Linked DNA regions of Mus musculus: all the other regions are linked to region 3. The links are chromatin contacts, called in public HiChIP or PLAC-seq and Micro-C maps. All regions are on one chromosome and are shown on one strand. The core of a region is the stretch at or near the end of the contact, and the rest is flanking DNA. Distances in the headings are between cores, read along the strand shown. Region 1 holds the start of Nol4l (nucleolar protein 4-like). Region 2 has its middle 33 kb from the start of Nol4l. Region 3 holds the start of Plagl2 (pleiomorphic adenoma gene-like 2). Region 4 holds the start of Mapre1 (microtubule-associated protein, RP/EB family, member 1).

Region 1 (6,421 bases), core at 2,013-4,512, 290 kb before region 3:
CTTTGTTTGTTTGTTTTGCTTTGTTTTTAAAAGACAAGATCTCTCTACATAGCTCTGACTGTCCTGGCTCTCTTGGAGAACAGGTTGGTGTCAAACTCACAGAGATCCATCTGTCTCTGCCTCCCTAGTGTTGGGATGAAAGGTATGTGCTACTATGTCTGGTTTAAAATTTTTAAAATTACATTTATATATCTATTTCAGGGAGGGCAGTGGGACATGCCATGTGGAGGTCAGAGGGCAGCTTGCGGGAATTGGTTCTGTCTAGTATGTGGGTCCTGAGGTTTGAACTCAGGTTATCAGGTTCAGCGGCAAGCACCTTCAATAGGTTGCTGAGCCATCTTCCTGGCCCCATCTCACAGGAGGGCTTTTGTCTCTGCTGTTCCCTCTGCCTAGAAGGCTATTTGCCTGGATCTTAGCATGACTGGCTCCAGGGCACCTGCCATTGAAGGCACCTCTCCAAGCCTCCCTCCTCAGAGGGGCCTGCCTAGCCCCTAAGAATAGCAGCCACTTCCTGCATTATTTACTCCATAGTACTTCATAGTATGCTGTTTCCACCATGGCCCCTTTCCCGCAATTTCAATGACTGACAGCTGGTTTGCTTGAAAGCCATTCGCCCCACCCACTGAGGAGTTTCAGGAGAGTGGGGCTGTGAGAATCCCACAAACATGTTTCTACCAATGTTTGCCAAAAGAATGAAACACCAAAAACAGGTATCAGTAAATGTCATTTCCCACCCTTAATACTTTGTGGTTCCCCATGAAGAAGAGGACCCTCATTGAGTACCTTATACAGCAGATATCCTTACATCTAGTATCTTTAGTATTTCTATCCATGACATACTGCTTAACCCACAGCTGAGAAAGTTGGGGCCATCCAGCAAGAATGGAAGCTGTGGGGTGGAGCCTAGGATCATGGAGTATGCTACTTCAAATCCCAACTGGATTTGATTCCAAGTCTGACTGATGTCTGCACAAAGCTCACCAGACATACTAGACCTCAGTCCAAGACTAACAAGTAGATATTTGGGACCTGAAAAGCAGGCAAAGACCTAGACTGGTGGAGAGGTGGTCTGGATTAGTGGTTATTTGGTGGGCTGAGACAATGACCCTGCCACCTACAGGACCCCTTTATTCAATGATCAGGAGCACTGGCAGGCAGAACACGTTGGCTCTTAGCTGAGGGTGGGGGTGGGGGGTGGGGTGGTGGTGGTGGTGGTGGTGAGGGGTGGAGGGCTGGGGGTGGGGAGTGGGGGTTTGGGGGGGGAGCCAGCTGGAGGGATGTCTTTACACTTGAAAAGTCATGTAGAAGCCCCTAGACTCCAGGGCTGGTCATCTTTTGCTAGAACTTTCCCTTCTCTGATCCCCAGTGGAACCCAACCTGTCTTGAAGCTTACTATGTATGCTATGGAGACTGGCCTTGAACTCAATCTTTCTGCCTCTTTTATCCCCACGCCCAGCTCCCAGTGGCCACCTCTTTAAAGTGGGTATAGCAGCAGGGATCCAAAAAGAGATCTTGGGAAGATGAGGAGGAAAAGTGAGTGTGGAGTTGTTGGCGTATATAAAGTAACATGGAAATGTAAATTATCTAAAAATAATCTATGTGACATACAGAGAGGTTGGAACTTGGAAGACCCCTTAGGTTCTTCCCAGCATTTATTGGCACCTACTGTGTGCCAGATGCTGTACCAGGGCCGGGAAATTCAGGGATGAGTCAGATATGGGCCCTGAGCATCTGGAGACTCTGGCTGGAGGGGTGTGGGGAGCGAGCTGTAGCTCCCACCTGAGAGGGGAGGCATATGTGTGAAATGGTAGCGGGTGTCAGGCAGAACTGAGCCGAAACTCACACCCCATCTCCCTCTTTCTCATGACCTTGAGTAGATCAGGCCACCTCTCGAATCCCGAGGCCCCCTTCTCTAAGATGGGGATGGCTTCACAGCTGCCAGGGCCTGGCACACAATTGTCTCAATGACTCGGGTATGGGCACCTTGGAGTTCTTAGGCAGAAAATGATCCTGTTCTGGGACTCAACTCTTGAGTGATAATGTGTCTGTAAGAGTGGCCTGATGACATGGGGGTGGCCGCCAGGGGACAGCAGAAAGGATAATGCAGTAATTTCTTATGCCCTGATAAGAAAGGAAGGCAGAAATCTTCGAGGATTGACTTGAACCTTTATTTATGCTTATAATTCATAGGGGAGGAGGAAGTTCTACACTGGTCAGATCTGCTCAGGTGGGAGGGGGTGTGAGATCACTAAGTTTATTCTCCAAGGGATTCTAGGCCAAGGTGCATCCGGGAAGGTCAGGCTTCTCAGAATGGGTTTGTGGGTGTGTTCAAGGTCTTCAGAGGCTCAGTGAGGTTGGCACCAGGAAGGCCACCGGACAAGGTGACTTCTATAGGGCCTGGGGCTACCCACCCCCACCTACACTAAGGCAAGGCCGGCCAATCTTGGGGGAATTCAGATGAGGTGGAAGGAGAGAAAGTTTGGGGGTCCAAAGGGTGGTGGCTTGGGGTCCCCCCCCCGGGGGAACATTCCTATTCTGGCACCCATACTGACACCAGAGCGGTCAGGCCAATTGCAGGAGTGAGGAGAGGAGCCTGTCCCACACCGCCAGGGTTGGGCTACCTCGGCTAAGACGACCCAATCGGGGAGGCTGGGGACGCCAGTGTCTGGGCTATGATCTGTGCCCTACTGCCTGCGGGACAGTCAGCCCGTCCCGACAGAGTGCGGCCTTCCAGGCTGTGGGCCGAACCAGCCGGATGGAACACGATCCCTAGCTGGGTACCGCGCGCCTGCCGCTGCTGCCCTCCCGGCCGCTGCGGGTGCAGCAGCCCCCGCGCCCCCAGGGGCCGGGCCGGGCGGGGCTGGGCGCGCGGGCGCGGGAGGGAGGGGGGCGGGCGGCGGCGCAGCCTGCGCCGCTCTAACAGGTGGGATCCCGCGGCGTGGTGGAGGCGGGCGCGGGAGGAGGAGGAGGAGGAGGAGGAAGAGCAGCAGCAGCGGGAGCCCCAGCCGGAGCCAGAGCAGGAGCAGGATGAGCCGCGCAAGCTGACAGCCACCGCTGCCGCCCGCGCCCAGGCTCGGTCTCGCTCCCCGTGCCCGGGGCCGCTCCCCGCCTCCCGCCTCCCCTGGCCGCCCGCGGGGCGGCCCGCCCCCTCTGCACCTCCGGGCCCGGAGCTGCCTCCATCTCTCCTGCATCCCGGCCGGGGGGAGGAGGAGGCGGAGCAGGAGGCGAGTCGGAGCCGCCGCCGCCAACGCCGCCGCCGCCGCCGCCGCCGCCCGAGCAGGACAGAGCGCGCCGCAGCCCCGCGCGTCCGGCCGCCGCCCGCGCCCATCCAGCAGCCGCGCCAGAGCCACACCGCGGGACAGCCCGGGCCGCGGCGCGCCCCTGCCCAGCCCGGCCCAGCCCAGCCCAGTTCCAGCACCGGGCGGCCCGGTGGCCGGCCCGCCCCCGAGGGCGCCGGGCGCGGCGGGAGGATGCCGAAGCCGACGCTGCTGCTGCGCGGGGGCTGGGAGCGCGAGCGCAGCCCCGGGGACTCGGAGCTGGGCCGCCAGTTCCGGGACTGGTGCCTGCGCACCTACGGCGACTCGGCTAAAACCAAGACAGTGACACGCAGCAAATACCAGCGGATCGCCGAGGTCCTGCAGGGTGGCGGCGGGACCGGCGCGGGCAGCGGCCCGGCGGCGGGCGAGAAAGGCAAGTTCCAGTTCTGGGTGCGCTCCAAGGGCTTCCGCCTGGGCAGCGGCCGGGAACCCAAGATGGGCCAAGTGGTGTATGTGCCGGTCAAGACGGGCTCGGTGAGTGCGCGCGCGGCGGCCGCGGGCTAGTCCCGTGGCCGGGATTGGGGAGGGCGGGGGCGGGGTGGGGGTGTGGATGTGTGTCCGAATGGTGTGTTTCTGGGGTTGTCCGTGTGTCTAGCCCACCCGGGGCGTGCGTGTCCCTGCTCACTAGCCCTCCCTGGCCCGCCCGGGCAGCGCTCGGGGTTTGGGGCGTCCCTGCCCCCTCTGCGCCGCTGATCGGGCCATGGCCGTGACGGGCGGGCTGTCCCGGGCTGCTCACCCCAGCGTGTTCTGTCCTCTCGTCCCCTCCCCTCCCCCTTTCCCCCCAGCCAGCAGGCGGCTGCTACGGAGCTCCAGCCTCCCCCCCTCCCGCCCGGAGGCCGCCTGTCCCGGGCGCCTCGCGCTCCCGCCCCCGGGCCGGCTGGGCGGTGTGTGTGTGCGTGTGTGTGTGTGTGTGTGTGTGCGCGCGCGCGTGTATCTATGTGTGTGTGTGTAGGGTGGTGCTGCGGGGGTGGGGAGGCAGGGGCAGCGGCGGGACGGGGAGTCCACTGGGCCTCCCCGCACTAGGGGAGGGGGCTAGCCCTGGCACTGTCGCCCCGACCCCACCCGGCACTGGCCCGGGGAGGGGCAGCCAGAGCCGCAGCCTGGCGCAGGAGCAGCCTCCCAAGGGTGGGTGGGGCGTCCCCGCCGCCCCCCGGGCCCCGCGCTCCCCCCACCCTGGGACGGGGGCGGCATGACCTATTCATCCCCTCCCCTCCCCCGTCTCTCAGGCTGGCCCGGTTGGCGCTGGGGAGGGGGGCGGGTAACCGCAGCCCCGGGAAAGGAGGCTGGTGGCCAGTGGCCGGGCGGGGGCATCCCCTTCGGTTCGGGGCGCCCCGAGAGGGCGTGAGGCTTGGGCCCCGCGGCTCCCCCCTCCGGGACCTCATTGTTCTGCAGAGGGTGGGGGCTGGGGGGGGGCGGCTGCTCTCGGGGCGCTGCTGAGCTTTGAACTTTCCGTTGCCCAGACCTTCGGGTAGTGTGTTCGGTCCCCGGCCCGGTCGGGCCAGCCTAGCTCTCCTCCCCGCCGCCCCTCCCTGGCCTCGCCCGGCCGGAGCACTAGAGCCCGGCCGCCCCGCGCCGGCCTCCCTCCTCCCTGTTCCCCCGCTCCCCCCTCCGCGCTCCTCCCCCGTCCGGCGCGCCCGCCCCGCGCTCAGCCCTGTCCCCGGCCGGAGCGGGCTCTTCACACACAATTGATTCGGTCGTTACGAAAAGTGCACTTGTCCCCTCCCCCTCCGGCGGCCGCCCGGGCCGGGCCCGCGGGGTGAGGGGACCGCGAGGGAGGGAGGCAGGAGGCAGAGTGGAGCCCGAGGCGCCTCCCCCCACCCCCCCGCGCCCAGGGGACGGGGCTGCAGGCCGCGGGGAGTGGGAGCCGCGAGCGCAGAGGGCTGGCGGCCCATCTGCGAGGAGCGCTGATAACCGCGCCGCTGCCGCTGCGGCCGCCAGCAGCCCATCTGCGCCGCTGCCGCCTCCGGCCGGCCGGGTAACAGGGGGCAGGGCCGAGGGGCGCGCCCGCCGGCTTCCCGGAGCGGGAGGGTGGGCCGAGTCCCTACAGCGTGGGTTACGGAACCCCAAATAAATGGACACTCGTCTTCAAACCCAGGGAGTCTGGGTCATTGTCCCCTGCTCCGATGTATCAAGGATCCTCCCCCATCCAAATCACTGTCCATTTGCCCTTAAGGACAGGTGAGCTGTCACCCCTTCCCACCTGCCAGTTTGCGACTTCCACTTGGTTCGTCCCATCACGAGGACCGTCCACCCCCCCATCCCCAATCAAGGTGGCTCTTCCTAGGGCAGCCACCCACCAGACTGTTAGCTAGATCCCTGCCTTAAGCCTTCAGGGCTTCTCCAGGTCAGTCCCCACCTCATCTTTCTCCTGGCTACCTTTCCCAGCAGCTTAGAGTCTTTCCCCAACTCCTTTTCAGACTGAGGCAGGATCCCCAGTCCACCCACTATTGGGGTTCAGGGGAACTCCCACACCTGGCTTGCTGTCTTTCTGTGGGTCACCCACTTCCTTAGGGTGTGGGAATCATGAGATGGTTTGTCCATCCCTTTATTCCACACAGCTGCCAATGCCAGAACACCCCTTCCCATCCACTTGCGGAAGCTGGTGCTAGGCCTGGGCTCAGGTCCTGGGTGAGCTAGCTAGCAGCTTCAGATCTTTCCCGAAGCCCACTCGGTCTACCTTGCTTGCCTTTTACAGCAGGGACCTGACAAGCCTCCACCCTGGCCCCAAGACCAATAATAAACCTTCCCCTAGGGGACCACCTGCCTGGGAGGCAGAGAACCGGGGACCCAGGCCTCCCTGCCCAGGCTGCCAGAGGGATGACAAACACAACAGGCATGCCCTCCTGTGACAGCCTGTTCCTCCAGTTCCCCATGCCGGCTTGCCTAGCCTGCCTGTCCCCAGAGAACCTGTTAGTTACCTGCCACTTGCCTAGCCAGCCAGAGCCAGCCACTGGAGATGCCTAGAGCGTTGCCGCCCCATCACCAGGTCTCTTCCTCGGGTGCCGTTATAATTTTTCCATGTCCATTTTCCTTTTAGCTGGTCTAAGAAGCAGACCCTGCTGGGAATTCTGAGGCAGCCGCGGCCTCTTCCGAGGAGGGACTGA
Region 2 (6,726 bases), core at 3,618-6,117, 320 kb before region 3:
GTTCATGCCCAGGGCTGGTGCCACACTGTTCACAATGAGGAGTGGCATGAGCTTGTGGGGCAGTGTGAACAAGAGGCTCGGCTATGAACCAACCCTGGCTGGCACAGTGTGACATTCTGCTCTGTTGCCACACAGTGATATCTACACCAGGCTTGGCTCCCACCAAACTTCACAAGATTTAGAGCCAAACAGCCACAGCCACAGGGCCTATGGCCACAAGCACTCTCATGTGTGCTAGGAATATCTACTTGGCTCTGAAAAGCCCCCCCTATAAGAATAGGTGGTAGAACATCACCAGCTCCAGTCCTTCCAACTGGCAAGAACAGCCTGCCCAAAAGCTGTCTTGCTAGTGGTCACCACCTGATGGTGGAAGCCAAGCCCACGTCTCTGTGTGGTGGCACAGCTGGATGACTAGAGGCCAGGCCTGCACCGCAGGGTAGCTCAAGGCTGAGCCTATCCTTACTGTCATCTATGGTCAGCAAGAGCAGCTCTAGCACTAATTCAGCTGTTATCACTAAAGACATGGACACTGACTTCCATCCAGTCAGTGGCAAAGATACTATACTGGGGCTCCATGGACTCAAGACCAAGACTAGTGAGTCCCCATGGCTCCAGTGTGCTCCTGGCTAGTGGACAGTGGACAGAGACAGCTGAGGCTGCAGGAGCTATGCCTGAGACAGTCTGGGCTGGACAGAGAACAAGAGCCTGGGATTCCAGGCTGGGAGGAGAAAGGCAAGATCACTGGGGGCCTTGGGTGTGATGGTGACAGGCTATGGGTGCGAGAGAGCAGAGGTCAGTGGAGAACAGAGGTCAGTGGTAGGCTGTGGCATTCACTAGTTGGTTGGTTTGTTTCTTTCTTGTTTGTTTTTGTTTTGAAACAGAGTTTCACTATGTAGCCCAGGCTGTCTCAACCTCCGGGAGATCTCCCTGCCTCTGCCTCCTGGGATTAAAAGTGGTCACTGTTACATTAAAAAGGCTAGTTTTTATCAACTCAACACAATCTATCCTCCTCTGCAAGAGAGTCTAATAAGGGATTGTCTAGATCAGGCCGGCCAGTGGGAATGTCTGCTTCAGAAGGGCCCTATCCCGGTTAACTAATGAAAGAGGACCCATCCTGAAAGTAGAAAGCATCCTTTAGGTTTGGGTTCTGAACGGGGTAAGAGCGTGGAAAATGAGATGAGCGTGGGAAGAGATGAGCATAAACGTGCTTTCTTTCCTCTCCACTTTGGACCGTGGACGGGATTTGTTAGCTGTTAGTTCCCGACACCTTGACTTTCCTGCTGTGATGGATCCTACCTCCGAATAGTGAGCTACAATAAATCCTTCCTTCCACAGACACTTCCTGTCAGGGAGTTTTCTCTCAGCAGCAGAAAAGAAACTAAGGCATTGAGCCTCAGCTTCCCAGTATCTATGTAGAAACAATAGTACAGCCATAAGAGACAGCCATAAAGGAACTTAGGGCTGAGGCTATCTTAGTGATAGAGTGGGTGTTTCAGCATGCGTGACATTCAAGTTCTGTCCCCAGAATTGTGTAGTGGGAACATTCTGGCTAGTGTGTCTAAAGGCCTTAGTGCATGTCAGGCCCTGGGTTTTTTGTTTGTTTGTTTTGTTTTTTTAATTTCATTTATGTTTATTTTATGTGTATGAGTGTCTTACCTGCATGCATGGCATGCAATGCCCATGGAGGCCAGAAGAGGGAGTGAGATGCCTTGGAACTGGAATTAATCTCAGTTGTTAGCTGGTAAGTGGGTGCTTGTGAACGGAACCCAGATCCTCTGCAAGAATAGCGCAAGTGCTCTTGATTATTGAGCCATCTTTTCAGCCCCAGGCACTCTTTTTAAATTAGTTTATGGGGCTGAAGAAATGGCTCAGTGGTTAAGAGCACTGACTGTTCTTCCAGCGGTCCTGAGTTCAATTCCCAGCAGCCACATGGTGGCTCACGAGCATCTGTAATGGGATCTAATGCCCTCTTCTGGTGTGTCTGAAGAGAGCAATGGTGTATTCATATATATAAAATAAACAAATAAATCTTTAAAGTAGCTTATTAATGGATTTAGTTACTTGCTTCTTGGGTATGTGTATGTGTCTGAAGCACATGCAAACAGGTAAGACACTTATACATGCCCAGATCCCTTGGAACTGGAGTTACAGATGGTTGTGAGCTACCTAATGTGTATGGGTGCTTAGGAACTGAATCTGGGTCCTCTGAACAGCAAGTACTTTCAAACACTGAGCAATTTCTCCAGCTACACCCCCCTACACCACACCACATACCATTATTTTGGAGTGGCCGGGGGGGGGGGCAGGTCAGGGTTTCTTTGTGCAGTCCTGCATACCTGGAATTTTCTGTGTAGACTAGGCTGGCCTCGAATGCTGGAATTAAAAGCATGCATCATCACCCCCAGCTTCCATCAGCTTTTTGGAGACAGGGTCTCACCATGTAGGCCAGCTGTCCTAGAACTGACCACTATGTAGACCAGGCTATCCTCAACTCAGAAAGATCCCCGAGTCTGCTTTAGAGGGCTAGGATTAAAGATGTGTACCACCACACCAGGTGCCAGATACTCTTTGGTGCCTGTTCTGCCCACCTCTTCTATTTTGCTGCCTGACGCTCAGCCTCATTGACACCTGGATGAATGCGAACCCTACAAATGACTGGTGCTGACTTGTGGTATGCCCTGCTTCACTCAGGTGGCCGTAACTCAAGCTCCAGGTCTCTGTAGCTGCAGTCAGCTCAGGGTTCTCCTGCACTGGTACCCGCTCTTCCTGCGCACACTCAATAGACCTTATACTAGATGGCTAGCTGACCTTAGCCAGGGTCAGCAGGACTCCACCACCCAGTGTCTGCTATCCAGAAGCTGAGAAACAGCAGCCTGCTTTGGGTCTAGGGCTGGCCATAGCCTTAGCTTCTGATCTATAAGATAGAAGAACTGGCGATCTGACTTGACAATTCCCAAGGGCCTTGTCTGTTTCCTCCGTGCCTGCCCTCTGGCTTGTATTCCCAGTTGGCATAGTGCTAAAGGGTGTGGGGCCCGATTTTGAGTTTTGAGTTTTTTGGTTTTTTTAAAGACTTATTTTATTTATTATTTGTAAGTACACTGTAGCTGTCTTCAGACACTCCAGAAGAGGGCATCAGATCTCATTACGGATGGTTGTGAGCCACCATGTGGTTGCTGGGATTTGAACTCAGAACCTTTGGAAGAGCAGTCAGTGCTCTTAACCACTGAGCCATCTCTCCAGCCTGAGTTTTGAGTTTTATGTTCTCCTCTTTTGCTACCCCAGTGATGGGCGCTTGACGCCCATCCCTCTCCTCTCTCCTCTTCTGGATAAATCTCTTCACCTCAACAAGCCTCAGTTTCCCAGTCTGGGAGTGACACTTCCCTCCTTCTGTCCCAGTGTCCAGCTAGTGGAAGGCAGCCTGAGCTGTGGAATGGGAAAGTCATTGGGGGAGATTGATTGCTGTGACTGCAAGTGTGACAGACACCTAAAGAACATCAAAACTGAGATGCCCCTATGACAAAGACTGGGGCCCTAGCCATTTTCGCCACTGAATGGACAGTTGCCCTAGGTTTGTCTGTGCACCAGCCTGAGCTCTCCTTCAGCAGATGTCCCCCTGAGGGGCCCTGGACTGTCTTAGTTAGGGTTTTTGTTTTGCTGTGAAACACATGACTAGAAGCAACGTGCGGAGGAGAGGGTTTGTGTTGCCTCACAGATTATAGTCCATCATTGAGGGAAGTCAGGGCAGGAAGTTAGGGTGGAAACTGGAGGCCAGGACTGGAGCAGAAGCCACGGAGGAGTGCTGCTTAATGGCTTACTCCTCAGGCTCACTCAGCCTGCTTTCTTTTAACCCAGGGCCACCTGCCTGGGTGTAGCACTACTCACAATAAAGCAGGCTCCCTCGCACAATCATCTTCAAGAAAATGTCCCACAAGGCGATCTGGTGGCAGCATTTCCTCCACTGAGGTTCCCTCTTCCCAAACGACTCTAGCTTGGGTCAAGTTGACACAAAACTAGGTGGCATTGTGACCGCGGAGGGGGATGGGAGGGCACGCAGCCTCTCGCCCCTACGTCCTGTTTCCTCCTCCTCCTCCTCCTCCTCTTCCTCCTCCTCCTCCTCCTCCTCCTCCTCCTCCTCCTCCTCCTCCTCCTCCTCCTCTTCTTCTTCTTCTTCTTCTTCTTCTTCTTCTTCTTCTTCTTCTTCTTCTTCTTCTTCTTCTTTCTCTATGACCCACTACCCTGCCCTGCCACCTGCCCTACTTCCCCTGGGACTGCTCCTGTCTCAGGAACTCCTAGATACTAGGATCCGGGCACACCTCCTCTGCCAAGCACCCTCCAAGGTCAGCGGTGCAGAGCACAGTGAGGCCAAGGGGAAGAAAAGCAGTGTCCTTGTGCTCTGCAGCCTTCTGTCCCAGCTACTGTCCCAGAGCCTTGTGCCGCTGTGGTACACCCCACGCTCTTATCACAGGAAACCATCCCAGGGTCTCTTCCCTTAGGCCATTCTGTCCTTCCCTCTACTCTGACCTGTCCTTTTGCTTCTGGCAAGCCTTCTGCGGCACTGCTCCCCCTCCCCCTTTCCTGCTGTCCCCAGACTGGGTGAGGAGACCTCCCCTTCTCTTTAAGAGGGAATTTCTTAATCATATCTGTGCAGGACTGGAGGGGATTGTGTGAAAGGCAAGAGCCCCCACCCCCCAGCTTCCCATGTGCACCAAGCCCAGCTGGGTGCCTGGCGCCCTCTGCGCTCCTGAGATGGGTCTGGGGTAGCTGAATGGATATCCCTCACTACCCTCCACATGGCCACCCAGGGCAGTTAGGAGTCTGTGTGACTTCAAGCACAGCCAGACTGAGCTATATTTAGACACCAGGGCCAGGGCGAGCTTCTGGGGCGGAGGAGGTGGCAGAGCCCTGCAGTGGGGCCCCAGGGGACTCCTCGTGCAGTGGGACAGTCGCTGTGTGAGAGGCCAGAGTCATTACACTCCCACAGGCTCCCCTACCCAGGAAAGGCAGGGACAGCTTCCCTTCGCCCCTGGAGGCTTTCAGGCTGGCTTCATATGCAGCTGGAAAAATAAGAGCCAGTCTGGTTGGTCAGCTCTGAGGCTGGGCTAGGCTGAGGGCAGGAGTTTGGGGGCTCCTTCGGTCGGTTCCTGTTCTGTCGGCTTGTCTTCCCTCCTTTCCTCTTCAGTGGGCACCTAGCCAGGCTAGCTGGGTGTGGCCAGTGGGGAGCCCAGGAGGGGCTGTCCTAGCCTTGGCCACCAGCTAGCTACCCAGCTCTGGGGCGGGCAGGAGGCAGGATGGATGTTCGCAATAATTACCCAGCTGCAGCTTCCTCAGAGCGGCAGCCATAGCAACGGGGCTGGCGCCCCAGCCGCGGCCAAGGGGCAGGGGGAGACATGGGCGCCTTGGGAAGGTCGGGGCGGGTGGCATGAGCCCTAGGCACAGCCCCCAGCTCCCTCTGTTGGCACTCTCACAGGCTCATTCGTCTCTGGGGGCAGGGGAGGAGGCTTTGTCAGCACCAGGAGGCTGGCACAGCCCAGGGGAGTCTCAGGGGAAGCACCATTCCCCTTGCCAGGTGGGACGGTGATAGCAGGTATGGGGGCGGGCGGGTGTGCCCAGACTTCCAGTACTTAGGGCTCAACTGGGCCCGTGCATGTCCCTCTCTTCAGCTGCTAGCCACAGACCCAGGACACCAAATCTAACTACCAACAATGCCAACCCTCTCCAGGAGTGCTACACGCTGTGGTTGCTGGAGCTCCCTTAGGAACGATGTTTATGGCTCAGTCACCCAGGTCCTCTCAAAGAGGCACCACGCTGCCACTGCCTTTAGCAGGATTGGCTCTGTTTGTTTTTCTGTTTTTGTTTTTGTTTCGCCTGTGAGGGGAGGGGCCTTGAGACCACCAAATCACCTTACCCATCCTATTGTAGGAGGTCCAGCCTTCCTTCTTCCCTCTTGTGGAAGCTGTATTAGTGAGGATTGTTTATGTTCATTTTGTAGGCAGGAGAATTGAGGCCAGAGAGATACGAGACTTGTCTAAGTTCACACAGCAAAAAAGCTGTGTGGACTCTTGTCATTGTCTCAACAGTGCTATGGAGTCCCGTTTACCACTCCAAGCTATCTGGCCGTGCTGTTCAATGGTTAGCCAGGAGTTCGGCCTCTGACCTCAGGGGGTTGAGTCAGTTTTTCTGCTCTTTGATTTTCTTCTTTGAAAGCCTAGGATGTAGCACGATGTGTTCCTGTAGACAGTGCAGGGTTTAAAGAAAGCAGAGCGGAGAGTGTGTGTGGCACCTGGCTCGTGGGAAGTGTGAGCCAGTGTTACAGTTAGAAACGGTGTCTTTTCATATTGTTGTTACAACAGGGGGAGGCAGGCAGACCTTGATGTTTACCAAGGCCCCTTTGGCTCTGCTGGGCCCCCCTAAGGTTTTTCTGGGCTCATGCCAGCTGGGCTGGGCAGGCTCTGGGATGTGGGAATTCACAGCCCAGTGAGGAGGTGGGTGCAAATAGGCTAATCCCTGGAGTCCCAAGACTCCGGAGTCCCCACCAGTCTGAGGCATAGACTGGGAAGAGAAGAAAGAGGTGAGAAAGGCCTGAGATGGAGCCCTGTGTGGGGCAGGGCCCAGGCAGTCACAGGGATTAATGACACCTCCTGTAGGGGAGAGAGGACACTGGGAAAGTCAGGAGAACATCCTAGACTAGAGAGTCACTGGAGGATCTGAGGAGCGGACAGGATTTGG
Region 3 (6,240 bases), core at 3,210-5,709:
AGTTAAGATTAGAAGAGGGAAGGGAATTATGGGGCTACTATAATGATCCTTCAATCTGTTCATGAGTGCATTATTTATTCACTTAGGTTTCTTTTAAAAAATGTTTGGGGATATTCCCATGTAACCCAGGTTGGACTTAAGCTCAAAGCAATCTTCCTACTTGAGCCTCCCAAGTGCCAGAACTCCAGGTGGAGAGAGGAGCCCCTAAGTAAGGCACACAAATGTGGCTATGTCCTGGAAGCCAGGGGAGAAGGGAAGTTTAGGAAGAGGAAAGGCTTACAGGACCATGAACCATTGGGTGGTCAAGTAAGATACAGCTTGAGAAATGAACCTTGATTTGGCTACTTTGGGGTCCCTGGTGACCTCAGTGAGAACAGTTGTGACAGGAAAGAGAAGCTCACTTGAAACAGGCTAATACACCCACAGGAAGCAAAGAAGTGGAGACTCACTATGACAACTGGATGAGAGGGCAAGGATACAGCAAGCCAGCAAGCCAGCCAGCCAGCAATACCTAAATCTATCAGTGAAGCTCAACAAGTCAGATCCAAGGATCCCGGAAGCTAAGGCACTTCCTGTGTCCTGGATTCTATATACTCAGGAGCTCAGCTCATTTTAAGAGGAAGGTGTGAGGCACAGTCAGGGAATTGACTATCAGTAACCCCTGTTCAGTTCTCACCATGAGAGGTAGCCAATCATCACAGGTTATTGTAAAGATGAGGAAACTGAGGCACAGAAAGCTAAGTAATTTGCTATGCAATTAGGAAGTGGCTAAGTTACACTGCAGTCTGGGTTTCAGCTTCTATCAATAAGCTTTTCCGGGTCAGGGGTACATAGGATTTATAAAACCTGGACCCAGTCCATAGCACTGCAGGGAGGGAAAAGTATCTCCAAAAAGAGGAATACATGAAAGGAGAAATTAAATTTATGAAAAAAGAGGCATTGGAGTGTAATACAATGTTTTGTTCACGCTAAGTACAACTTTGCTAACTACTTACTTTTAAAATCAATTCATTAAATATTAATTTCCTACATGAGGTCTCTGGGGACACAGTGAACAAATGGAACACAAGGCTATTGGAAGACACAAGGAATAAGCTAATATCAGAGGCTGCACATCATGCCCAGGGAGCCCCTTGATGGGAGTAGGCAACACAGGAGCCACGCTGCTATCCGGGTTGGTGGCCTCCGATATACTATTAACTAGCCCATGCCTCAGCCTCCCTTTTAAAGTTGATAGTAGCACTTGTCACCTATTACTGACCAATATATCTATAAGGTAAGGTGAATTGGGACTGGAAATGGAGGCTTTGGTTTCAAGACACAGTCTCTTAAAGTAGACAGCCTTGGGGTTCAATTCAAGATCTACTGGGGGCTGGCGAGATGGCTCAGTGGTTAAGGGGGCTGGCGAGATGGCTCAGTGGTTAAGAGCGCCAACTGCTCTTCCGAAGGTCCTGAGTTCAAATCCCAGCAACCACATGGTGGCTCACAACCATCCGTAACAAAATCTAATGCCCTCTTGAAGTATCTGAGGACAAACACAGTGTACTTACATATAATAAATAAATAAATCTTTAAAAAAAAAAAAAAAAAAGCCGGGCGTGGTGGCGCACGCCTTTAATCCCAGCACTTGGGAGGCAGAGGCAGGCGGATTTCTGAGTTCGAGGCCAGCCTGGTCTACAAAGTGAGTGCCAGGTCAGCCAGGGCTACACAGAGAAACCCTGTCTCGAAAAAGCAAAAAAAAAAAAAAAAAAAAAAAAGATCTACTACCCACAGGCTGTGCAGTCTTTGGCAAGTTACCTAAGTTACCTCTCCTCTCTAGACCTTGGTTTCCTCGAGGATTAGCTATAGGAAAGATGAGCTAACCCTCATCTAGCGTTCAGACAATGCGGGGTACATGACAGGTGTTCGGTTAAAAAAAAAAAAAGCTAGTTATTGCTATTTCTAGGTAGAGAAGAGGACAACAGCAGATTGGAAGAAAACCCAGAGGCCTTGGAGTCAAGCAAGTCTGCAAGTGTGGGGAAGGATGGGCAAGGGTCTAGGTCAGCAGAAATACTCACGTTGGTGAAAGGAGGCTTGTGATGTTGGTATTCAATCCATGGAGGTACAGCCAAGGTGCGGTTCAGCAGCTTCGCAAATGCCAGGGAGCCCAAGAAGTGATCAGCCTGGTTCCCAAAGCGCCCTGGAAATGGTACATTGTGGGTAGAGTGGCCTGGGGCCTAATGGCATGGTGTACGAAGGGCTCAGCAAAGATGTGCATTCAAGACTGGGGAAGGCCAAGGAACAGTGAGCTAGCAACACTGGCACAGGAGAGAAAGTCCAGACTTCCAGGTTTGACATCTGAGGGCCTGTAGGTCCTGGTCCTTCTGCCACTGCCCCACCAGAGTCCATGCTGTTTCTCAAACATGTTATAATCATCCCCACTCTACCTGCCATCTTTGCCAGCAGTGTCCTCAGACCTGTCTCCACTCACTTGTACATGAAGGTGACCCTGATGCTTCATTTGCTAAGACACTTTTAAACAACTCCTATCCATTTCCTTTACTCTCAGCACGGCATTGAGGTTTGTTTTGTTTTGTTTTTTGAGACAGGATCTATATAGTCCTGGAACTTGTTCTGTAGACCAGTCTGTCATTGAACTTGTAACAATCTTCCTGCATGTTACCTCCACCTCTTACATGCTAGAATTACAGCTGTGAATCAGATTATGTATTTATGTGCTGGGTATTTAACCTAGTATCTCTGACATGCTGGGTAAATGCTTTACCATTTAGCTATAAACACTTCAGTCATTTATATGTCTGCTTTCATTTTCCAGCTTTTTGTATTGGCTGTCTATGCAGGCTGTGAATGCTTTAAACACAAAGGTCTATCTGGTTTTTGTTTGTTTTGTTTTGCCAGAGTCTCACTATGTAGCCCTGGCTACTCTGGAATTCTCTATGTGATCAGGTTGGCCTTAAACTCACAGAAATCCACCTGCCTCTGGCTTCTAGTGCTGAGATTAAAGTTGTATGCAAGCACATTTGGCTATCATCAATATGGCAGCCATTCATCCATTCCAGAAACACTGCAAGGCTGAAATGTGCCAGGTACTGTGCTAGATGTTATAATATAAAATCAGAAGGATAAGGTTTCTGTCCTCAAGGCATTCCATTCTAATTCAGGTTAGGAGACACTAAACATGAAAACAAATTCCTTATGGTATATTTTGATGATTGCAAGGGAAAAAATGAAAAGGTTTGGTGACAGGGAGACTCAGGAAATGACAAGTAGAGAGGTCAATGGAGTCCTCTTTGGTGACACGTATGTTGAGACTTCAAGGATGAGAAAGAGTTAGCAGAAATTATAGGAAGGTACTCCGAGAAGAATAGCTCATAGACCTTTATGTCTGTAAGCAATAGAAAGCCGGTTACTATGGCTGTAGCCAGAGGGCCATGGGAGAAGGGGTGTGGAGAAGAGTGGAGCCAATCTTGCAAGGTCAGGCCATCAGATGATGGCCATGGTCAGGAATGCAAGCTACTCAAGGATTGAGAGAAGGGATGGATTATATAATGATGATCCACGACTGCATTTAAGTTGCATCCCTCCGCTGGTTCTTAGGAGTCCTTGGTTATCTTTTATTACCCCAGTTTGAATCATCTTGTACAAATTCTGCACGCACTTAAAAACTTTTTATTGTCTGTCTTCCTAAAATGAAGAATCCTATGAGATTTATCTGTTTCATTCACCACCAGCACAGACAACAGCGCCTGGGACATTAAAAAAAAGGGGGGGGGGCATATAAATTCTTTGCTGAATGAATGCAAGAATTGCCACGAGACAGTGCGGGCAGGTCTTGTCCTACAAACTCCATCTACTGATCTGAGACTGATTAGACCTCGAGTGAGTCACTTAACTTCTCCCATCTGTCGAATGGCAAGTTGAACACCAATGGGTCCTCTGTACCCAGGCAAGTAGGGCAGGGAAGAACACAGGCCCTGCCCCTCTCTGGTGTTCTCCTCTGGACCTGAGAAGTCTCCGGGCGCCTCAGAGAAGTGGCTCCGCCTCCTCCGCCTCAGTTTCTCCGTTTAAGCAGAGGGTTCCGGAGGCCTTACCCATGCAGGGACAGTAGAGCAGGTAACCGGCCAGGTCCCAGGAGCCCGCTGACCGCCCGCGGAGCGGCAGCAACAGCAGCAGAAGCAGGAAAGACGCCCGCAGCAGCAGGTGTGGCGGTGCCCACGCGGCGGCGCCCATGTCGACGGCAGAGCCCCAGAGTGCCACGGCCCGGAGGCGGGGAGGGGGTGGGAGGGAAGAAGAGGCGCGAGTGGCCGCCCCGCTCCCAGTGCTCCCCGCGCGCCGCCCGCGCGCCGGCTGGGCCTCTCTAGCCCGCGGGCGGGCGGGACCATAGAGAGCCCGCGGCACCGCCCCCTCCACGACCCGAGCGCCCGCTCGCGCGGCTCCCACAATGCACCGCACAATGGCCCGACCGCCGCCACTACCGGGGCCTGAGCGGGCCTGGCGGAGCCCGAGCGCGGCCCGGCCCGCAGCGCGGGGTCCCGAGCGCAGTGAGTGCCGGCGAGGGTCCTGGGGGATGGTGGGGAGCGGGGCGGGAGGCCGTCGCGCTGCGCCCACACGCCCGGCTCTCGGAGCGGCGGCGCCCCTCACTTCGGGCCGCCCAGCGCGGTCGCCCACACCCCTGAGTAGGGGCCCCCTTTGCTCTAGCCGGGCCCCCGATAGGCCCCGTAGTGACGAAAACGTTCCCCGGACCTCAGACCTGTGCCCAGGGGACCGGAACAAGCCTTTCAGGCTCCCTCCATTCCTAGACCTGGAAACTCAGCCTGAGGGTCCCCTAGTCTGGACCCCCCAGACTCCCTGGAGACCCAGATAACACGCAGCTAACCTTCCTCGGGATCGCGGTCTGGGGGGCATAGATAAGCTGCACCTGTTCCCACCCTCGGACACGCCTACCCCGACCCACATAACCTTCCTTTTCCTGCTCCAAATAGTCTGCTCTAAGCTCTTTCGTTTTCCAGACTTTCATAAACCTGCTTTCAGGCTTTTCTGCAGTACCTCGGGCCGAAGAACCCAAAATAAAGCCCTAGCTGAAGTTCCCTTCCCAGTGATCATATTGTGGAAAGTTTAGGCATTTTCCTTCGGGAGGGTCCCATTTCTACACCCGTTTGAAATTCAGAGAACTCGCTCTTTCGACCTTTAGAATCTCCCTACCTCTTCCCCCCATGGGGTCTCTTAGAGACTCAAATAACGTGCTCGTAATTCTTTACCGTGCATGCTTGCTCTTCCCACCCCAGATCCTATTAGACTTTTTAGACTTACTATTGAATTCCCGTCTCTTGTCTCCACTCTTTACATCCACCTTCCAATTGTGGGGAGAATTTAACATTTCACACTACAAAATAGGGTAGTCTCTCCGCTGGCCTAAGGGCCAGACTTCCTACAACTTCAGCCCCATGCTTCAGTCCAGCTTGGAACAGATCGGGGTCGCGGGGGGGGGGGGGGGAGGGGGCGGTGGCGCGGTGGCGGGCCGCGTTCCTGGCCGTGTTGGGAGTTGGGGCTTTCACCTGCAAGCATACCGACTCCTGGCTTGTGTGTTTTTCCACCTGTCAGCCTGGGGCTGTGATAAGTCTGGCCTTGGGTTTCTAACCCTCTCCTCTTGGGGGAAAGGCTGCTAAGTTGCGGAGGGGTGGTAGGTGAAAATGAGGCCCGAGTGAGTTGCAGCCATTTGCTCCAGGCCTCCCCAGGGCTGGGAGGCAGCGGGAATCTGAGGAAATAGGGAATCAAAGGGACTCCAAAGAGGCCCATCTACACTGACAGAAGAACTACCAGCCCGAGAGTAAATCCTACCCCTGTTAATCCTGTTTGATGTTTCTTGGAATGATGCAAGTCACTGAGACTCTCAGGCCTCCCTGTAATTTAATTCTCCCACCATTCCGGGGTGTTGTGTGTGTGCGCGCGCGCGCTGGCCTTGGGAAGTGGGCAGCTCTTCCCATTCCTCCGTTCCTTCTTACTGTTTTCCAGCCAGCCAGAATGCTTTTGGATTGGTTTCTGATGTCCAGGTCAAGGCCTGTTTTGTTTTCTTTTCCCCTTTAATGCTATTTATAATTTCCCAGTTGCTATTTTAAGTTCTTTTGAGGGTAGATTCCACCTCCAAGAACCTTTCTGGGTGTGTTTCCTCCTAGGCAGGTGTTGAATTGAGTTCTTCAGAGCCCCAAGTAGCTCTTGGGCAGGAGGGATAAAAGCTATTTT
Region 4 (6,410 bases), core at 2,028-4,527, 500 kb before region 3:
TCTCAGAATATGGGGGAAGAAAAGGTGCTGTCTTAGTCAGGGTTTCTATTCCTGCACAAACATCAGGACCAAGAAGCACTTGGGGAAGAAAGGGTTTTATTCAGCTTACACATCCACATTGCTGTTCATCACCAAAGGAAGTCAGGACTGGAACTCAAGCAGGTCAGGAAGCAGGAACTGATGCAGAGGCTAATGGAGGCACTTCCCCAACTGAAGCTCCTTTCTCTGTGGTAACTCCAGTGTGTGTCAAGTTGACACAGAAAACCAGCCAGTATACAGGTGTCTACATAAACTTTTCAGAAAGCTAACTTTCAACACTCTATACACTCCCCAAAAATCAGCTGACAGAACTACCACACAAAACAGCACAACTTAGTTTCTCAGTGCATAGGTAGATTATTCATGTCTCCATAGCACTTCATTCAAACCTCTGGGATTATAATTATCACACTAAAACTGACACTATTCCTCCATTTCTGAGCCTCCCAGAATTAGGAGACCAGATTTAGGCCAGGACAAAACTGGAGGACCTGGACTTGAACATGAATCCATTCCATTAGCTGTGATTTTAGGCAAGTTACTGAACTCAGTGTGGCTCAGCTCTAAACACAACCATCTGAAAAGGATCTCACAGAGAGCTGTATGAAGTAAGGAAGGAAACAGAGCTGGCATCATATCAAACCTAAGCATAGTTACAAACGAGGTCAGGGCAGAGACTGCCTCTCTTTTATGCTATCTTCAGTGCTAAAAACTGTGCCTGATATCTGCTGCCAACACCTCTCAAGATCCCCTACAAGCCCTCACTCAAATTAGTCTATCTCAATCTGTTCCTACACAGCAGCCAGAAAGAATTTTCTGAATCACAAATCACATGAGGTATCTCTCTCCTGTTTAAAAAACCCTGGATGAACACATAAAATGCATACTCTGTGCAGAATGCTATTAAGTACCAATAAGAGCCATCCAGACTGAGTGATGTGATTTCAGACTGAGCACTTACCATCTAGCTTGGGTCTATATGTACACATTGGGTATTGTGTGTCTCATGCTATCATAAAATAAAAGCAGCTGGTAAAGCCACATGTGTCTCCTGACCACACCCCAGCTCAGAAAAGGTTAATGGCCCTTCACCACCATGTAATTTCAAACTCTTTCATTAGCAGTACATTAATACCAGGTCCCATGTGCTCCACGAGCTCTGTGGCCACTAAATACATGGGATTAGGCACCCTGTGGATGTGCAATAAACATCCACTCACTCAACCAATTAATTGACTCTTCCAGGCAGTCAAAACAGAGCCTACCTCTCCAGCAAAGCTCTTTCTCACTTTCTGGTAAGAATGTTTGAGCCAGAAGTGAAGGCCCATGCCCATAAACCTAGATAGCACTCAAAAAGCTGAGGCAGAGACACCACTCCAAATTCAGGACAAGTGTGGGACACAGAGCATTCTAGGCCAACCTAGGGTACAAGATAAGGTCCTGTCTCAGAACAACTAACAAAAATGTCCACTGCTTAGCCTCAGTGCAATACCCTTGAGTTCAACACATACCCCACCTTTTCAGGGCTCTCTGAGCTAAGCAAGGTACAACCACAAGAAAAATCCCCTTTCCGTCTACTCAAGTATTTCTCTCCCTTCAGTGACTCTCCCAGGAGTCTCCCTAACTAGTTCTAGTCAGCCTTTTCACACACTATCTCATGACCTAGCTCAATAGCTAGATGACCTTCAATTTTTGATCCTCCTGCATCTACCTCCCAAGTGTAAGGACTACAGGCATGTTCACCACACTTGGCTCCCTACCCACTTCAATTCAGTGTAGGATAAAGTACACCCTATTCCTCTCCAAGTACCATCCAGAGTCCTATGGAAAGGCAAGAGGGAGGTGGCACTAAAAAGAGCTATGTGACCCTGTATGAAACATGTCTCCTTTCCTCAGAAATGGCTTACCTGTAAAATGAATAAGACCCTACCTTCCTCACAGAGCTGTGGTAAGTATCAGAAAAGCACACCGCCTCCCAAGCTTCTATGTCCTGGCACTTTGACACCACAAAAGTATGAAACAGTTTCTAGATGGAGAAGGAGGAGTAGCACACAGGATATGACTCTGGAGTTGAGTTACTTGCTGGACAACGTAAGGCAAGTCCTTTCCCTACCCAAAGTCTCAGACTCGCCTCTGTAAAAGAATGATGAGCAGCTCAGCACAGTGGGGGAACTGCAGTCACCTCTCAGCCCCACAGAGAAAATAAAATGAGCAAAACACAACAGAGGGGAAAGAAAGAGAATAAAGATAGCATCTTTTCAAGGCAATGTGACTATTAAATGACACAATGCTACATCAAGCTCTTAACACAATGCCTTATACACAAGTGCCCATTAAAGAGCTATCTTGATTAATGCTAGTCAAGACATCCCATCACCGGCAGACATCAGGCCTAGCTGAACTTCCCTCAATGGGCCACCGGATCCTCATCGCCAAGATGCAGAGGTCAGGCTATACCCTGCAGTACTGGTATCGCCCTTTTACAGTAATTACAGAAATTATCTTGGCCATGTATTCATTTTCTTGCTTCCTGGCTCTCTACCCACAAAGCAGACTCCTAGAAAGCATGTCTTTGCCTGTCTACTCCCTGATGAGACCGGGGCCTAGCATTTACTAGGCACTCAACCACCACCCGCGGACCGCCTGACTTCTGCCAGGCACCGAGCTGAAACCTTTCTGTGCTTAATTCTACTGTCTCCATTTTACGGAGGAGGAAACTGAGGCACGGGGAGGCTGAAGCGCCTGCCTAAGGTCGCACTCTGCGGCCAACTCCGCGGACCAACTCCCACCCATTATGCAACGACGCCTCCTACACCCAGGGTCCCCACCGCGCCCCTCGCGCGCGCGCGCGCGCGCCCGTGGGCACACACCCTCCAGGCCCAGCCGCAAAGTCAGGACTTCGCCGGTCACCACTAGGCAGCCCCCACTTCCGGCCCACGCCCCGCCCCCGGGACAACGGAGCGCGCGCCCCCGGCCCAGGCCGCGCACCGGATCGCGGCCCCGCCCTTCCCCCCCACTGCCCGCGCGGCTCCGCACTGCTCACGAGGAGCCGCCTCCCGTGAATTCCCGACTGCTGCCGCCGCCCGGGCCCGCCAGCCGCCTCACCGGCTTTCTCAGGACCCGCGTCCGCCGTCCGCGCGCCCGGCTCCGGTTCCGTCTTCGTCTCGTTCAAACCGTCGGACCCCGCCCGCCCGCGCGCGATGACCTCACACGCACCCCGCCGTGACGCGCCGACGCAGGGGCTCGTCATCTCCCGCCCGGCCTTTTATAGAGACGGACTGGCCTGCGAGCCGGAGGCGGGGCCGAATGCTTGATCGACAGCTGGCATGCCCGGGGGCGGGGAGCAAGCCTGTTGGGCACGTGGTCAGTTGCGACCAATGACGTGTGAGTCCTCTGAGGAGGCGGAGTCCAGTTGCACATTCTGGTTTGCTGTAGCCCAGAAGAAAATTCGTTTGACCAAGATGGATTAATGAATAGGCTCGGGAGGAAGGTTAGCTCGCCTAGCATACATGAATCCCTGGTTTCAGTCCCCAACACCACAGATGGCAGCTGTGGTGGAACACACCTATCTTGCCAGCAAATCGTTTTGTCATCATCCCAGACCCTCTCTCTGGGAGTTCAGCCTGAGGTACACGAGACCCTGTCTCAGAAAGAAAAAACTGGGAGTGCTAGGCCACTCGTGTACACTTGGACAGGAAAGAGAATCACTGTAAATTCAAGGCCAGCCTGGTCTACAGTAGCAAGCTAGCCAGAGCTACACAGCGAGATCTGGTCTCAACAAAGAAAAAATGGCCATCGAAATGCTTTAGCAGGTGCATGCCCCCAAACCTGACAACATGAGTTCAAACCCCAGGACCCACTGATAGAAGGTGAGACGCGAGTCCTGCAAGTTGTCCTCTGACTAACACACATGGGCAGTGCCACTCGCATGCCTACACACACGCAAATATGCCCACAAATAACTGTGGTGGTATGAACGTTTAATCCCAGGACTCAGTAGGTAGAGACAAGAGAATCTCTGAGATCAAGGCCAGCCAGAGAGCTACACAGTTATTGTTTGCCTTTAAATTTAAAAAAAAAAAAAAAGATTTGGCGCCTGTTTTAGTTAGTGTTACAATTCCTGTAATGAAACATGACCAAAGCAACTTGGAGAGGAGAGTGCTTATTTAGCTTACTCTTCCATATTATCTCTGTTCATCACTGAAGGAAAACAGGGCAGGAACCTAGAGCCAGGAGTGGATGCAGAAGCCATGGAGGGATGTCGGTTACTAGCTTACTCCTCATGGCTTGCTCAGCCTGCTTTCTTATACAACCTGTCTTAGTCAGGGTTTCTATTCCTGCACAAACATCATGACCAAGAAGCACTTGGGGAGGAAAGGATTTATTCAGCTTACTCTCCCACATTGCTGTTCATCACCAAAGGAAGTCAAGACTGGAACTCAAACAGGTCAGGAAGCAGGAGCTGATGCAGAGGACATGGAAGGATGTTCTTTACTGGCTTAGTTCCCCTGGCTTGCTCAGCCTGCTCTCTTATAGAACCCAAGAATACCAGCCCAGAGATGGTCCCACCCACAAGGGGCCCTCCCCACTTGATCACTAATTGAGAAAATGACTTGCGGCTGGATCTCCTGGAGGCCTTTCCCCAACTGATGCTCCTTTCTCTATGATAACTCCAGCTGTGTCAAGTTGACACAAAACTAGCCAGTACACAACCCTAGACCACACCAGCACAGAGGTGTCCTAACCCACAGTGGGCTGATGAGATTCCCCCATCAATGACTAAGAAAACACTTTACCAGCTTGCCTAAGGGCTCATCTTAGGGAGGCATTTTCTTAATTGAGATTCCCTCCTCTCAAATGACATTAGCGTGTGTCAAGGTGTTATAAAACTGCCCAGCACAGCACCTTAATGAAAAACTAAGTCACCATGTAAGAGCACCTGCAATGTCATCTGGTTTATTCTTAGCACTGCAAATGTTTCCTTACTTTTTAATGCCTTTATCTTCTGCTTTTGCATGGAGGCAATTTCCTGTTCTAGCTCCAGACTGTGTCTCAGTGCTTGTATATAGGAAGAAAAGATGAACTGCAGCACTTCACAGCAGAGGAAACAGGCTCAGAGAAGCCAGCTGACTTGCCCAGAATCACAGGTCACAGAATGCTTTCTCTGCCACAATACCACTTATTTATATATTCATAATTCTTTTTGAGATAGGGTCTAATATAGCCCAGATCAGTCTCCTGCATCCTATGTGGCTGAGGATAACCTTGAACTCCTACCCTCCTGTTACTACTTTTCAAATGCTGGGATTACAGGCCTGTACCACCAAGCCTGGCTGCCAGCATTTATTGTCTCTAAGCAAAGAGACAGACCCTAGGCATTTGATGGTGAGCTAAAACTAGACATAGCCTATGACCTCCTAACATTTCTACTCTGGCAAAGGAGGCAAACTAGACACATCAGTGACTCGAAACTTGGTTTACTAACAGATCGATTGAGGGCTAGGCCAAGCCAGTGTATGTATAGCAAGGTGCTTACCTCCTGGCCATTCCTGGACCTAGTCCTAATTGCTGAAGCTCAGGAATGGCTAAGAATCTGACAAGGTGGCAGTGGATGACTTATTGCTGATCCTCCTGCCTCTCCCTCCTGAGTTCTGGGATTAAAGCTGTGTATTACCATGCCCATTCTATGTGATGCTGGACAATCAAACCTAGGGCTTTGGGTGTGCTAGGCAAGGCCTCTGCCAGCTGCATTCCCAGCCTGCACACTGCCAGTTTCCATGGTAAGTAGAACTCCAAGCATCTTACAACAGACTTGACTTTGCTTTGCAGCATGGGAAGACGCCCCAGAGTTGACACTGGTCCCAAAAGATGAGCTACTACCCTTATAAAAGGGTTGATATCGAAAAATACAAGCAAGAGGAAAGAGCAGAGTGTGCTGTGATCTTGGAATTTAGTGGGTCAGGAAGACAGGAACTCCATGTACAGCCTAGGCTATGTGTTATTTTAAAAAATTAACATTATAATGAAACATCAATAACAATAATCTACCAAAAATATTTGTAAATGCTTTGCAATAACATTGATAATGCTATTTTATATTAGAAACATATCCTAAGTAGCAAAGTTAGTAGATCTGAGTTTAAGCCCTGCCTCTGCTCAGACTTGAGATTAAATGAGATATGTATTGACTGGGATCATAACTTAACAGCAGAGTCTTTGTCTAACACACACACAGCCCTGAATTCCCTCTCCAGCACCCCTGGGAGAAAATAGATCTGCATAAAGTTTTTCTTCTTTTGTGCAACTCTAATTTTTTTATACACATGTATGTGTGTGTTCATGCCTGATTGTTTGTATGTGTGCCTGTGTGC

The links. A called contact is a pair of places that touch in the nucleus more often than the background predicts. HiChIP or PLAC-seq counts read pairs in DNA pulled down with a chosen protein or histone mark.
Region 1: a contact with region 3 is called in a Micro-C map of embryonic stem cells, with 5 times the contacts expected there. The contact joins the promoter of Nol4l here to the promoter of Plagl2 in region 3. A contact is called at or near these places in 12 of 39 promoter capture datasets (the 3T3-L1 cell line, the C10 cell line, cranial neural crest and 8 more), 2 of 484 Hi-C or Micro-C datasets (both in embryonic stem cells), 4 of 115 datasets of contacts at active chromatin or transcription factors (CD8 T cells, embryonic stem cells and memory CD8 T cells) and 2 of 9 other capture datasets (adipose tissue and liver).
Region 2: an H3K4me3 HiChIP or PLAC-seq map of fetal liver shows a contact between it and region 3, with 3 times the contacts expected there. The contact joins the enhancer-like site here to the promoter of Plagl2 in region 3. A contact is called at or near these places in 8 of 39 promoter capture datasets (the 3T3-L1 cell line, the HPC-7 cell line, the SN4741 cell line and 5 more), 3 of 484 Hi-C or Micro-C datasets (the HL-1 cell line, the N1E-115 cell line and embryonic stem cells), 7 of 115 datasets of contacts at active chromatin or transcription factors (embryonic forebrain, embryonic limb bud, embryonic stem cells and 4 more) and 3 of 9 other capture datasets (adipose tissue, embryonic stem cells and pancreatic islet).
Region 4: a Micro-C map of embryonic stem cells shows a contact between it and region 3, with 6 times the contacts expected there. The contact joins the promoter of Mapre1 here to the promoter of Plagl2 in region 3. A contact is called at or near these places in 1 of 39 promoter capture datasets (erythroid cells) and 1 of 484 Hi-C or Micro-C datasets (embryonic stem cells).

What each region holds. Positions count from the first base shown.
Region 1 is chr2:153,526,812-153,533,232 of GRCm38.p6, reverse strand. Nol4l (nucleolar protein 4-like) reads left to right here and starts at 3,262. Exons shown (of 11, transcript NM_001134300.2): 1 at 3,262-3,791. The coding sequence starts at 3,471.
Region 2 is chr2:153,559,507-153,566,232 of GRCm38.p6, reverse strand. No RefSeq gene overlaps it. Among named protein-coding and RNA genes, the nearest start is that of Nol4l, 33 kb to the right of the region's middle. Within about 2 kb of position 4,867, at least 171 of the 459 cell types and tissues checked have an H3K27ac peak or open chromatin away from gene starts, as enhancers often do. A contact at or near this core is called in the HPC-7 cell line, the N1E-115 cell line, embryonic forebrain and 7 more, where this site is marked.
Region 3 is chr2:153,239,577-153,245,816 of GRCm38.p6, reverse strand. It overlaps Plagl2 (pleiomorphic adenoma gene-like 2), which reads left to right and starts at 4,459. Exons shown (of 3, transcript NM_018807.5): 1 at 4,459-4,541. Pofut1 (protein O-fucosyltransferase 1) reads right to left here and starts at 4,285. Exons shown (of 7, transcript NM_080463.3): 1 at 4,092-4,285; 2 at 2,058-2,179. The coding sequence starts at 4,230.
Region 4 is chr2:153,738,154-153,744,563 of GRCm38.p6, reverse strand. It overlaps Mapre1 (microtubule-associated protein, RP/EB family, member 1), which reads right to left and starts at 3,277. Exons shown (of 7, transcript NM_007896.3): 1 at 3,145-3,277.